Linked DNA regions of Mus musculus: all the other regions are linked to region 2. The links are chromatin contacts, called in public HiChIP or PLAC-seq and promoter capture Hi-C maps. All regions are on one chromosome and are shown on one strand. Each heading gives the region's core, a stretch centred on a gene start, on an enhancer-like site or on the middle of the called end of the contact. The rest is flanking DNA. Distances are from core to core; before and after follow the strand shown.

Evidence for each region. Promoter capture Hi-C pulls out the DNA fragments that hold promoters and counts their contacts. HiChIP or PLAC-seq counts read pairs in DNA pulled down with a chosen protein or histone mark.
Region 1: a contact with region 2 is called in a promoter capture Hi-C map of stem cell-derived epiblast-like cells, with 2.5 times the contacts expected there. The contact joins the promoter of Mrvi1 here to the promoter of Adm in region 2. A contact is called at or near these places in 10 of 39 promoter capture datasets (the 3T3-L1 cell line, 3T3-L1-derived adipocytes, the C10 cell line and 5 more) and 1 of 115 datasets of contacts at active chromatin or transcription factors (bone marrow-derived macrophages).
Region 3: a promoter capture Hi-C map of pre-B cells shows a contact between it and region 2, with 4 times the contacts expected there. The contact joins the enhancer-like site here to the promoter of Adm in region 2. A contact is called at or near these places in 20 of 39 promoter capture datasets (the 3T3-L1 cell line, 3T3-L1-derived adipocytes, the C10 cell line and 13 more), 1 of 15 datasets of contacts at CTCF or cohesin (large pre-B cells), 4 of 484 Hi-C or Micro-C datasets (bone marrow-derived macrophages, cochlea, embryonic stem cells and 1 more), 18 of 115 datasets of contacts at active chromatin or transcription factors (bone marrow-derived macrophages, craniofacial prominence, embryonic basal ganglia and 10 more) and 3 of 9 other capture datasets (embryonic stem cells, liver and macrophages).
Region 4: a contact with region 2 is called in an H3K27ac HiChIP or PLAC-seq map of microglia, with 4 times the contacts expected there. The contact joins the enhancer-like site here to the promoter of Adm in region 2. A contact is called at or near these places in 18 of 39 promoter capture datasets (the 3T3-L1 cell line, 3T3-L1-derived adipocytes, the C10 cell line and 12 more), 1 of 484 Hi-C or Micro-C datasets (B cells), 21 of 115 datasets of contacts at active chromatin or transcription factors (DN3 thymocytes, the NIH/3T3 cell line, T-cell acute lymphoblastic leukemia and 14 more) and 2 of 9 other capture datasets (adipose tissue and embryonic stem cells).

What each region holds. Positions count from the first base shown.
Region 1 is chr7:110,980,618-110,984,105 of GRCm38.p6, reverse strand. It overlaps Mrvi1 (MRV integration site 1), which reads left to right and starts at 1,645. Exons shown (of 21, transcript NM_194464.3): 1 at 1,645-2,093.
Region 2 is chr7:110,625,574-110,629,016 of GRCm38.p6, reverse strand. Adm (adrenomedullin) reads right to left here and starts at 1,360. Exons shown (of 4, transcript NM_009627.2): 1 at 1,196-1,360; 2 at 641-760; 3 at 343-492; 4 at 1-155. The coding sequence starts at 738. It overlaps Gm28863 (a long non-coding RNA gene), which reads left to right. Exons shown (of 3, transcript XR_003946665.1): 2 at 602-2,282; 3 at 2,519-3,443.
Region 3 is chr7:110,180,073-110,183,223 of GRCm38.p6, reverse strand. No RefSeq gene overlaps it. Among named protein-coding and RNA genes, the nearest start is that of Swap70, 40 kb to the left of the region's middle. Within about 2 kb of position 1,458, at least 39 of the 459 cell types and tissues checked have an H3K27ac peak or open chromatin away from gene starts, as enhancers often do. A contact at or near this core is called in embryonic stem cells, pre-B cells and trophoblast stem cells, where this site is marked.
Region 4 is chr7:110,240,439-110,243,638 of GRCm38.p6, reverse strand. It overlaps Swap70 (SWA-70 protein), which reads right to left. Exons shown (of 12, transcript NM_009302.3): 2 at 115-255. Among named protein-coding and RNA genes, the nearest start is that of Swap70, 20 kb to the right of the region's middle. Within about 2 kb of position 1,473, at least 28 of the 459 cell types and tissues checked have an H3K27ac peak or open chromatin away from gene starts, as enhancers often do. A contact at or near this core is called in B cells, microglia and pre-B cells, where this site is marked.

The sequences.
Region 1 (3,488 bases), core at 396-2,895, 350 kb before region 2:
TAAATCGTAATGTAAATCTATGATATACAGGATGTCTGATATGCAAACCCAGTGGGGTCGTGACCCACAGATTGAGAACCACTGTCTGAACGGCTTTTCCCATCACTACAGCAAGAACTCCCGTCTCCTTTGTTATGGCTGCACCCATCTTCTTTTATGGCCCCCAAGTAGCGGACATTTATACCATTCCTAATCCCTTGCTTTTATAAACAATGCTGCAGCGGGTAATCATGCTCATCTGTCATTTCCCTAGTGTGGGAGTTGTTTATAAAATAAATTCCTAGAAGTAGAACTGGGTCAAAGGGCACAAGCCTTATAACCTTGTCAGCCCTGATGTGTCCTCTTATAGAGTCTGCTCCACTTTGCACAGTCACCAAGTGATGTTTTATAAAATGCTTGTAATTGAAGTGAATTTTAAAAAGTCACTTGGTGACTGCCTTGCGAGTCTGGTGAAAGCTTCAGGCCACCACCAGGAGAAACACAGCCAAGTGCTGGCTCAGAGACTCACCGAGGCCGTACAGGACCCCTTCGGTTAGAGCCATGGTGGAGAGGGTGGTAGGTGGTAAAGAGGAAGGAGTTGTAGATGGAACCACCTCAGCTCATGTCTAGGCCCTGGCACTCAGGCTGCAGAGCATCTGAAGAGCAGATCTATTTCTTTGAGCCTCGATTTCCTTTTCAAAAGAAAGATGTAATGATTCTGTTTGAGAAGACACTTGTGAGATAGACACTTGCTTCCAGGCAAAGTATCAAGTGCACTGTTAGGAATAGAGTGGGTGTTTACTAAGAGGCTTACACACATACAAAAGTGTGCATACACTCACAAGCACGCAAAGCCTTAGGTTCAGTTTTAGCCTCTGGCTCCCAGGAGTTCTTGTAATACCCTTTAGAGCTCTCACACAGGACCAACAAGTGAATCTGCTGTGGAGTTCTCAGGTTTAGCCAGTAAAAATGCCCAGTTTCATTTAACTTCAAATGAGCAACATACAATCTTGTGGTACAATTATGTATTTGGGGGCATCCTTATATGGAAATAATAGCATTTCGTTTGAGATTTAAATTTGAGTATCTGGTTATCTGGCCACCCCTCCCAAGGGCTTCTCTGTTGCTGTCTCTAACTGCAGAAGGGGCTGTGGGGCCCCCATGTGGCTGTGTTAGGGTTGACAGTCTGTGATCCCAGGCTTGGACTATATTGAGGATGAAGACCAAGCGTGGCAGAAGAAAGGCAGCTTTCCCCACCGGAGTTGAGGTAACTCAGGGTTGGAAACTCTTCCGTGCCTTTCTAGTACCTATGAGACCCTAACCCACAGTGTCCTGATTTTTCATTGTTGTCCCACTTCAGAGATGAATAGACTGAGATTTGCTATGTTAAGGCTACAGGATGGTTAAGTGGAGGAGCTGGGGCTGACCCCTGGGGCTGCTGCCAGGCCTGGACTTAGTTAATCCCCCTCACCATGCCCCTGTTCTCTCTAGCAATCCCGAGGGTTTAAGATGGGAGCAGCCTCCGCCTCCAAATCCCTGGGACAGGAAACATTCCCAGCTTCTGCTGGCGGTGAGCCAGGATCTTATCTAGGCTCACATGCTTGCTGGACACTCAGGGGTGGGAGGCTGGTCTGCAGATGTCCCCTTCATACCCCTCTGGCACAGACAGAGTCCAGCATCTTCAACTGCTCCCCGCCCCAAGGCACTGCCATCGGCTATGGGGGTGCCCCTTGCAAAAGCCTGGGGATAGGGGCTACTATTCAGGCCCAACCTTCCTTGAACCCTAGGCTGGCTGGAAGGCTTCTCCTGCTTTCAACCCAGAGCCAGGCTGCAGGGGGCCCTGGTGGAACACTGGTTCCCAGTCCCAGCCCCTCATCCAGCCCCTCTCTGAGGAGGAGGCAGGCAGCTGGGGCTCTGCAGCCAGAGCTTTTCAGCTTGGAGCTCTGGAGCCAGATGTAACATTGACCTTAAATGGTAAAAGCTCCCCAGAGTGAAGAGAGGCTGGCCGGGAGGAAAGGGGAATAACTCAGTTTTAGGTAAGTCATCGCTATTGCCTAGAATAACCTGCCTCTTCAGCCCAAGGGAAGCAGAGAGGCGTCTTCTCCTCCTTAAAGGTACAGGGCGCTGGGATGGGGGCACTTAACTTTAAGTTGCATGGGAGGTGGCCTGGTTGGGTGATATTTTAGCCGAGTCTTTTTATTGTTGCTGTCTTAAGTTTTAAATAAGAAGTGAAACTCACGATCCTCACTAAATCCTGCCCCTTCTACTTGCTGTTGGAAAGCACGCACAGTTTGGGGTAAAGATGTGACTGCTCACTAAGCCCCTTACTCCTGGCTCTCCTGCAGGATCCTTTGTGACAGTAGAGAAATGCCCGGTGCTGTGCAAAGCAGACAGGCTGGCCTTTCTTCCCTGGGGCTTCCCGTGTCTCTCCTTTGTTCCCTCTCAAGTCTTGCGTGTGAACCCGTTTGTCCAGCCATCTTCACCATTGACTCTGTCCATTTCTATGCTTTATCTTCCTGACCTGTGCTCTGGTCACATCTCTCTTTTTGTATCTGTCCCCTGTCCCACCACATCATGTCCCCTTTCACAGATCTCTCTCTCTCTCTGTATATATATGTGTGTGTGTGTGTGTGTGTGTGTGTGTGTGTGTGTGTGTGTGTGAGTGTGTGTGTGTGTGCCTACATCCTAGCTTGCACCTCTCCAGAGGTCCTAGAGTGAGTGGCACTCGGGCCGACTTTCTCAAAGAGAGGGTAGCAGAGCGAGGCTCAGGAAAAGCCCAGCTGCTGGGCTGCTTCCTGCACAGTAAACAGTTGTAAAAGCTGGAGAGGCCTCATAGTCTGCATAAACAGCAGCATGGCCCCAGGACCCCTGGCTGGCGCTCCTGCCTCCACAAGTGACAGCTGCTGCTCTTTAACACTCTTCAGACAGCTCTCGGGTGGCATAGAAAGCAAGGCAGCCCTGAACTTGGCTGAGCTGTATTTTGCCCGGAGAGGGAGAAAGCTGCTAGCGCTGCCAGGCTAGAGCAGGAGTGAGGCAGGCCTTGGGAGGAAGAGTCTCTCTCACAACAAGAGGTGATACACACTAGCGGGGCATGTGCAGTTCCTCATCATCTCAGCACCTTGCCTACGTCACACAAGAAGGGTCAGAGCTAGGATTTGAAAGCATGCCTACACCAGTCCCCACCTGACAACTGTGAGCACCTCCAATAGTGGCCTCTGATTTTCAGCTAAGTGATAATGCAGTTGTCTCTGTTATATTTGGTTCATAATTCAGCGGCATGTATGTGCATGTGTTGGAGATGACTGTCTGTGTTCAAGACCATGTCTTCTTCCATATGTGTGGTGGCATGTCATTTCCATGAACCCTATATGTCCCTCTCAGAAGGAAAACTGTGCCAATTGCCACAACGTGAACAAGACATTGTCCATAAATGTATTTGCTGAGCCACAGAGAAGTCCCACAACTGATGTGACCTCAGTTGGCCATCTCTAGAGGTTCCGCTCTTGACA
Region 2 (3,443 bases), core at 111-2,610:
GAGCCATGCCGTCCTTGTCTTTGTCTGTTAGCTGGTAGATCTGGTGGGCCAATTTCTGAAATGTGCAGGTCCCGAAGCGGCATCCATTGCTGCGGGAACCCTGGTTCATGCTCTGGCGGTAGCGTTTGACACGAATGTGGGCTTCGCTCTGATTGCTGTGAAGAAGGAAGGACACCTCATCAACCGGGGCTTTGGTCCCAACCACCTGGGACCGGAGCCATGCAGTACCCGAGGGACCTGGAACCCGTTCCCTCCGCCGGAGCCTCAGCTGCAGTGCAGCCAGGACAATCCCCAGGGTCAGAGTAGTGGAGAGGGCACATCCTCTGCAGAGAGCATAGTTACCTGGCTTGTAGGGGGCCAGTTGTGTTCTGCTCGTCCAGGAATGGATCAAGAGTCTGGGTAGGAACTGTCGTCTCATCAGCGAGTCCCGTAGGGTAGCTGCTGGATGCTTGTAGTTCCCTCTTCCCACGACTTAGCGCCCACTTATTCCACCTAGAAAACACAAGCAGATGCGTTTGGCCTAAGTTCAAGTGATGTCCCAGCCAGCTCCACTCCCTTTGTAACACCTCCAGACCATCTCTCAGTTTTCTCTCATTGCCAGGTATTCAAAGTGAAGAAAGAAAGCACGGCCCAAACTCACTTCTTTCGGAACTGCGAAGGAGTATCTGGCCCTGCAGTGTCCGCGCCTAGGAAAGCGAGTGAACCCAATAACATCAGGGTGATGGAAACCAGCTTCATTCTGTGGCGATGCTCTGATACCCTGGAAAGGAACAAGACACCGAGTGTGAGCAACCGGGCCAGCAGCACGATCCCGTCAGCACGCGAAGGGTGGCGGCAGGACGGGGAGCCGCTTGGCAGCGCTCTTCCTGGCTCAGCTGCTTATCTCCCCCACTGGCGCAGAGAAACACCGGAGATTTTTGCGCTGGCCGGGTGGGTGACAAGCAAGGCAAAGGAAGCCATTGAGAAGTGCCAGGCTTCCAGAGGTTTCCAACTAAAGTCCCAGGATCTCAGCCCAAGGAGGAGGGGGGATCTCAAGAGAGCTCCAGCTGTGCGCATGAGCTAGACCTGGGCAATGAGGTGTTCTCTACATTGGATACCCTAAAGTGGGTTGTTCCCCCTTGTCCAGCTCTGCAAGTTTTGGGGCTTTGGCAAAGCCGTCCCCCTCCCTAACATGCTGGAGGCCAGCGGTTCCTACCTGATAAAGGGGTGCGTTGTCAAGCACTTGAAGCAGAAAGAAGTCCTTCTGACAGTAGCAAAACCCCAAAGTCCAAGATTGACTGCGATGAGAAGCCGAGAAACCAGGAGCGGGAGCGGTAACGCTGGAGTTGCTCTGTCTAGTGTCACCAAGAAACCACTGACTAGTGAGCACCAGCTCCAGCGTCTTATAAGCGCTCAGGGGCGGACGGTGGGCGTGGTCAGATTTGCCCTGGAGTCCTCCCTCTCCAGCGTGCTTGCTTCTAAAACCAGACCTGCCCTGCAGCTTGCCTGTGGGTATGGGGGGTAGGGGTAAGAGGTCCCCTGTGGCTAGACATCTCAGAGATCCGCTCTGAGAGATTAGACTGGAGCAGGACTTCCCTTGCCCTAATTTCCCAGCATAGAGTTCAAACAGTGAGAAGGGAAGGGGAACCAGAACAACTCGGGTGGGGTGAATCCTTTGCCCATAATGTGTACAACCCAGAGTGCTGATCTGAGCTTCCTGGACAGTGCTGCAAGAACCGGGAGACGGGTGGGACACATGGATAACCAAAACCCCGGACTTGGGGAGCTGTGACCTCAAATGGACCGCGCCCCCTGCCGGCTTAGCACCTGACTGAGCCTCGACCCCCATCTGTGCCCGCAGGGTACACCTGGAAGGGAGAGGCTCAGTCTCCAGTGACTGGGACTGAGGGGTTTCTCGATAGACTAGCCAGTACGGATTTCGTAATAAGGGCAGAACTGGGAACAGCTGAATTGGAAATTGGGGTTTGGAGAGGGTAGTTATCTGAAAATTCAGAACTCACATTCCTATTTGGAAATACAGGAATAGCCAAAATTAGGAAGAGAGATAGTTTTGTTTTCTTCCTTGTGATACTATTATCCCTTATAAGGCTATGACCTGCGAGTTGACCTGACTGCCTTCATTCATCCATCATAAACGTGAGGATTGACTGACTGGGAGCACACTAATGCCTCACATATGTTAATCACTTTACAGTTGACAAATCCCAGCCAGATCCCAATCGCTTTTGATCTCTACACTCCCGAGCTGGTGTTCTCTTGAATTAAAGTGAAGTGCCGAAAGGGTAAGTCTATTGCCCAGTCACACTAAAGGTGGGAAGCTGTAGAGTCTGGACTCAAAAGACTGGGGCACAGCGGCTCGGTTTTCTGGCTGGGGTCACCATTCTCATCAGGTGGGGGGAGAATGCCGGCCCCCGCCTAGCCCAGAGATATGTGCTAATTCACGATGAATCAGTTCGAACACGTTTGCCACGGGCTGGTGCTCTTCACAGATCCGTGAGTTCACTTTCTTCCCTTCTAGGGCCAAACTGGGCGACAGGCGTAGCTCCGCATGCAGGTCTCCCGGAAGGTCCCGAAGCTAAAGACATGACCTACGACAGCTCCTAGCCCCCAGCCCTGGTGATGTGGACACAGACAACTCATGTCCTCTTCCTGGCGACCCCGGCAGATCTCCCAGTGTCCTACCTTATCTGCCTCTAAGTGTTAGACCAAGAGCAAAACCGACTAGGCATTCCTGTCCCGCGGACCTTGCTCACAGCGCAGACTATGCTAAGCACTGCTGGTTCAGCCCGTTTGTCACCCTCCAGACAACCATGGACATTGCACCTGGGGGAGAAATGGCCGCGCCGAGATTACTTATCCTCCTAAAACTGCAAAACGGAGTTCCCCCTTGGGCAGGGGACAGATTCCCAGGTTCTGCTTCTGGTAGGGGCTTGGGACACGGATGTTGAAAGGGCTGCAGCTAGGCGAACTGGCCCGCCTTAGGGCCTTCTGGGCCGTGGGACAGTCACCGCAGCAGCCCTGGCCAGTGGCTAGCCTGTCTGCACCAAGCAGCACATGTAGCACAGAACCCTAGAACTTGACCCTAGAACTTTTTCTCGCTTCTGTCCCGTTCTGTACCCTTCCTTTCATTTCATCCCCGGATTGTCTGTTGATACCGCGCAGCTGTCAGTCTCTTTGAAGATGCAACATACCTGTTGCCAACTTGTGGCCGGGGTCACATCAGGTTTTACTTTCATTTCCCTGGCCCAGTCTGTCCAAGTCAAGGGCAGCCCAGCATTGGCCTGCAGACAGGGCAAGTCTCCTGAGCTGGACTCCTTGGCTCTAGTCTCTACCAGCCTTGGGGGTGGGGAGGTCTGTCTGAAGAAAATCCTGCCGCCTGGGCTGGACCTCGTTGCCTCCTCGCTTCCTCTTTGAGGAAACTCAGTGACCTGAGGTTAGCTCTG
Region 3 (3,151 bases), core at 209-2,708, 450 kb after region 2:
TAACTCCATCCCCAAGGGCTCCAGGGCCTCCTCCTGCCACCTTGAGCACACAAGAGTGCACAGTCACACACACAGGCACTCCAAGCAGACACACACACATACAAATAAATAGATATAAAAACAATCTTGGGCTGGTGAAATGTCACCAAACTTGACAACCCAAATTTAATCCCTAGTACCCACCTTCACATACAAGCCTTGAAGAATGAATACACATGCATAGGGCGCGTGGACACACACATACACACACATACTCGAGAATTGATTAATTAAATTAATAAAATTTATTTTTATATTTGGTTGGTTGGTAGCTTTTTAAAGGCAGGGTTTCTCTGTGTAGCCCTGGCTGTCCTGGAACTCACTTTGTAGATCAGACTGGCCACTTACTCACAGAGGATCCACATGCCTCTACCTCTTGTGTGCTGGAATTAAAGGTGTGCTCTACCACTGGCAACATTTTTTTAGGTATACTTATTCAGTTTTGTATGTGTGAGTGTTCTGCCCACATGTATGGCTATGCACCATGTGTCCCTGGTGCCTGCAGCAATCAGAGGAGGACATAGGATCTCTGGAACTGGAGTCACAGAGGGTTGAGAGCCACCATATCCATCCTGGGTCGTCTACAAGAGCAGAATGCACTCCTAACTGCTGAGCCCTCTCTCCAGCACCTTAATTTAAAGTTTTAACTCAGCTGGCTCAGTGGCACAACAACCCTTACTCAGCTTTTCAAGGCTGGAGTTCAATCCTCAGCACCACAAAAGCAAATTAAAATGTGTGGCTCCCAAGTTCCAGCAAAAGGAAGGAGGTACAGACCCACAGCAGCGCAGCGTCTGAGGCAAGCCTTCCACATTCCTCACAACGTATACTTTCCCTTTGGAAAGAGACTAAGGCAACTGGGGACTCAGGTGAGTTAAGAAGCAGAAGACAGAACGGTGGGGCAAATTCAGATAAGAGAAACCACATAAGAGAAACAGTCAGTCAGTAAAAGCGTGGAGAAGTGTGAAGAGCCAGGTATTGTGGGGGATTGTGGGGGTGAATTTAGAAGAAACGGTAAAAAGAGCAATATTTGGGAGAAAAAAAGCATTTTCCCCTCCTAGCCTTAAAGAACCATAGAGACCTTTTTATCCTCAGGCTAGTGGGATTCCTCCTGCTCTACAGAGCTAGGGGGCTCCAGCTATTTTAGTTCGTAAACATAATAGGCTCATGCCTGTCATAGCACGTGTGGGTAGAGACAGGAAGATTTGGAGGTCAATCTCAGCCTTGGTGATGTAGAGTTCTAGGCCAGTGTGGATTGCGAGAAACGTTCTCAAAACAAACAAACAACAAAACCAAACAGACAAATAACAACAACTAACCTCTGCTCAGAATCTTCCCGTTCTTTTCACCCCAGGCTGAAGCCAGAGCTGGCCCTCACTTTCCCTGGTTTACCGCCTAGCCCTTTCCCCTCCCCCTCTAGCTCCAGGCCGACTGGCCTTACTGAACTCCTTTCCCAGATCTCCCCGTATGAAAACCAGACAGGTTTGCTTTACCCTTGAAGTTTTTGTCTGGAAGTTCTTCCCCAGGTGTCCACACGACCATCTTACCCCTCCCTTCTCCGCTCAAGGGCATCTGTTGGTGCGCATGCTCAGACCTCACCCTCACTATCTAGCTCTCTCTGCTGTTGTCAGCATGAACCTCAATTCCCCACGTACATCATATTTTAATTATTAGGGGTGGGGGTTCTTTATTTCGTTTTGGACTTAGGTCTCAGGTAGCCAAGGCTAGCCTTGAAGTCCTGCCTCCATCTCTGAGTCACTACACCTGACTCTTCCTTATGCATTCCACTAACTGCTGCATAGCTCTTGTCACTAGCTGTTCTTGTCATATTTAAAACTGGGGTGGAGGGGGGCCGTGGTGGTGTGGTACCTTGTAGTTCCGGTGGATGTTCAAGGTCATAGGGAGCTCAAGGTTAGATCTGGATGTATTAAACTATGTTTAAAAACAAAAAATGCCAGGCAGTGTTGGCATACTCCTTTAAGCTAGGGACTAGGGAGGCAGAGGGTGGTGCATCTCTAAGTTTGAGGCCAGCCTGTTCTACAGAGTGAGTTCCAGGACAGCCAGGGCTACACAGAAGGAAAAAAAAAAAAAAAAAAGTAGGGAGGCCAGAGAGATGGCTCAGCAGTTAAGAGTACTGGCTGCTTGTCAGAGAACTGGGGGTCAGTTCCCTACACCCACACCAAGGCCCTCTGCCCTCTTCTGCCCTCCAAGGCACTACAAGCTTGTGGTACACTTAATACACACAAGCAAAACACTCAAACACATAAAAAATAAAAATAAAAAATAAGAGGAAGGGGTGTGGAGCTAAGAAGAAGGCCTAGCTGTTAGGAGCACTTGTGCTCCCAGGGGACCTGCATCAGTTCCCAGCATGCACACATCAGGTGACTCATGAGTGCCTGGAACTCCAGCTCCAGGAAGTCTGACCCACTCTTGTGCACAGACATGCATGAAGCTAAAAATAAAACTTAAAAAAAGAAAGGAAGAAAGAAAGAAAGAGAGAGAGAGAGAGAGAAAGGAAGGAAGGAAGGAAGGAAGGAAGAAGAAAAAGGAAGGAAGAAAGAAAGAAAGAAAGAAAGAAAGAAAGAAAGAAAGACAAGACAAGAGGTTTGTTTTGTTTGTTTGATTTTGGTTTTTTGAGACATGATTTCTCTGTGTAGCCCTGGCTGTCCTGGCACTCACGAGACCAGGCTGGCCTCGAACTCAGAAATCTGCCTATCTCTGCCTCCCAAGTGCTGGGATTAAAAGCATGTGCCACCACTGCCCGGTGTTTTGTTTTGTTTTGTTTTGTTTTGTTTTGTTTTGTTTTGTTTTAAACAATAAGAGTTTTTGTCCACAAACTTCTTTTAAGGAGAGACCAAAGGACACTATTTAGTCTGACTCCCAACTCTAGCCCTCCTGCCTCTGTCTCCTCATCATTAAGGGATAGGCACTTACTACTAGATCCTAAGGCAATGGTTCTCAACCTTCCTACTGCTTTGACCCTTTAACACGATTCCTCATGTCATGGTGACCCCCCCAACCATAAATTATTTCCTGTTGCTACTTCATAACTGTAATTTTGCTACTGTTATGAACTGTGATATAAATATTTGTGGTTTTCGATGGTTCTAGGCGA
Region 4 (3,200 bases), core at 224-2,723, 390 kb after region 2:
TGGCTTCTTAATGTGCTCACCAACACACCAACAAGGGCTGCCCTGGCCCCACTTGATGCACAAAACCAAAAAAAAAAAAAAAAAAAGCTGTGGGTAAAAGGGTTAGCAGCATACCTTTTCCAAAATGAACTTGTTTAAATATGGCATGTAGCCCTGATTGGAGACAGGCCCCTCATCGTCATCCCTAAAGTGCTCCTCAAGGGCAACCGGGTCATGTGGAACCTTCAGCACCGTGCACAGGTTATGGGAAAGGACCTAAGAGGAGGGAAAAACAACACTGTAAAGACACCCGCTTACCACCACGTAACACCTTACCCACGTGAACAACAAGCTGCCCCTGCTCTAAGTAAAAAATGAGAAGAATCTACCAAACATGGGGTATGGCTCAAGTCTTTTCATTCCTTTTTCCAAGATCTGTTTCACCTGCTCACCATGAGTCAGACCCCATGAAGGTCTGAGAACAAATACTTCTTGACGGTTCTTATTAAGTAGTCCACATTATGGAGGAAAGGGGAGCAGGCACAATAGAATGCATTTAAAATTAAACTCTTCCCCTCGTCAACCTGCTTGGCCATGAGAATTTGTTTACAGAAACTAACAAATGCTGTAAAGCGTTTTGGAGAAGGTATCTGACCTAGACAAGACACAGCTGCCCTGGACTCAACATTTCCCATGTATTAGAAAGAACCATATTAACATAGCCTTTGGGAAGCTCCAGCAGAAGACTGTGAGTCTGGAGTCAAACGGGGCAACGAGTTTCAGGCCAGACTGGCATATCCCTAGTCTCAAAACCAAAAAGGATAAATATTCACAGACACAGAAGAAAAAGACGGCTAGCTAGAGATGCACCTCAGTGGCAGAGTGCCTGCCTCGTGTGCGGAGGCCCTGGGCTACATCCTCAGCAAAAGGGGTCGGGGGACCAGAGCGGAAGGGAGGAGACCTGTTATGCCAGAGCACACACACAGGACTACTGCTGTGGCACAGTAACCTAAGTGCACACTTAAGCACTCATGAGAGACTCAGCAAACTCACCTGTCTCAAGCTTTAAGTTACATGGAAACTAGAGCAACTTCCATTTCGTTTGAATACTGAACAGATCAAGTAAGGTTAAGGCTGTGCTAACTAACTACTCTTTGCCACATTCGCTGGACATAGCTGCGAACTCTAGTCCTTTAGTCCCAGAGGCAGGTGGATCTGAGTTCAAGGTCAGCCAGGGCTATACAGAGAAACCCTGGTGGGGACGGAGGGCGCCACATTCATCTACATAAGCACCTTCAATTTCATTAAGGAAGTCAACTTCTGCATACACCTATTTCAGTTAGGTCTTTTTAAGATTAAAAGTTTTAATCTATAAAAAGAACATTTGCATATCTCCTTTCTATACTGGTTTTGTTTCTCAAAGCTTCATCTGTGTGGAGATCCTTTGTGCACGCTCTATCAATTTTAAGGAAGTCAATTACTAATCGTCGCGGGTGCAGCAGTGCAGACGTTTACCAGCCCTACCAAGCAGGCTGAGCGGCTGTGTTCCTCAGACCCTGTATTATTATACACCAGTGGAGCCTCTGAGAGGAACACAGTAGAGATGTCATGAAGCCTTGCACACCACAGTCAGCAAAATCCTAAATATATTATTTCTTCTATCTATCCCAAAGAGATTTGTAAGGATTGATTTCAAGACCATAAAATGCTTAAAATGACAAAGAAAAATTCCTATATCAGGTTCAAAGACCATCCAAACATAAAAATCACTCGGGACTTTACCAAGTAAAAATCCCCAACCAGTGGTTAAATTATGGTATGTCTATAAAATGTCAAAATCATGATGAAGCTCACTGTGTACTGACAAGAAAATAACTCCACGATAAACTACGTTTTTTTAAGGGTATATAATATTCAAGTGTCACAAGATAAATGAAAAGAGAGAAAAAAATAAGGAATTCCAAAGGAATACACAGGAAACTATTAACAGTGAGGGAAAGGACTAGGTTGGTGGAAGGCCAGGGATAGAAAACAGGACTCATAGCAGCTCCTTAAAAAAAAAAAAAAAAAAAAAAAAAAAAGTTCTTTGCTTTTGTTGTCTAGGTTATTGTCTCCTGTTCTTGGATTTGAAGCCAGGGCTTGACACATGGCTAAGCAAGCACTCTACCTCTGAACTACACCCTACTCTGCACCTCTCATTTTGCTTAAGAAGAAAAGAAAAGAAAAGAAAAGAAAAGAAAAGAAAAGAAAAGAAAAGAAAAGAAAAGAAAAGAAAAGAAGAGAAAAGGAAAGAAAGGAAAGGAAAAAGGAAAAAGGAAAAGGAAAGAAAAGAAAAAAGAAAAAGAAAAAGAAAAAGAAAAAGAAAAAGAAAAAGAAAAAGAAAAAGAAAAAGAAAAAGAAAAGGAAAAGGAAAAGGAAAAGGAAAAGGAAAAAGGAAAGAAAAAAGGTCATGGCCTGCGAGATGGCTCAGAGAGCTTGCTGTTCACACATGAGCAAATCCTAACACCCAGGATCTAAGGCAACTGTGGGCACATGAGCTTGTAATACCTGCCCCGTGGACAGCAGGGACGGCAGCGGCTTGTAATCCCAGTGCTCTGGAGGAAGGTTAGGAGGGGAGCGTCAGGATAGACTAGCTGGAATTGGTTCTGGATTCAGAGTACAGAGCAGTTAAGGAAGATACCTAGCATTAATTCTGAGCCACCAAAACATATGCAGCCATGTGTACACAAACCACACACACACACACACCTTAGGATACGTGGGTGGGGGATCTGGGATACAGCTCAGTTGGCGGAATACTTTGCTGACATGCACAAGGCCCTCTGTTTGATGCCCATCATGGCATACACTATGCACAGTGGCACATGCTTATAATCCCAGCACTTAGATGTGGAGACAGGACAATCAGTTCACGTCATCCACAGCCAACTTCTGAGTTCAAAGCCAGCCTGGGATATCTGAGACTTGAGACCCCCACCTTCTCAAAAAAAAAAGGATAAATAAAGGTGACAAGGTAAATAGAAAACATAAAATACGATGTGAAAATAGCTGATTAAAGCAAAGCTCTGCACTTGGAGAAGCAGCTCAGAAGTTAAGAGTACTCACTGCTCTTGCAGACCTGGGTTAGATTCCCAACACCCACTCGGTGGTTCACAATCATCTCTAACTCCAGTTCCAAGGGATCTGATGCCCTCTCTGGCCTCCTTTGGCACCAAGCACAC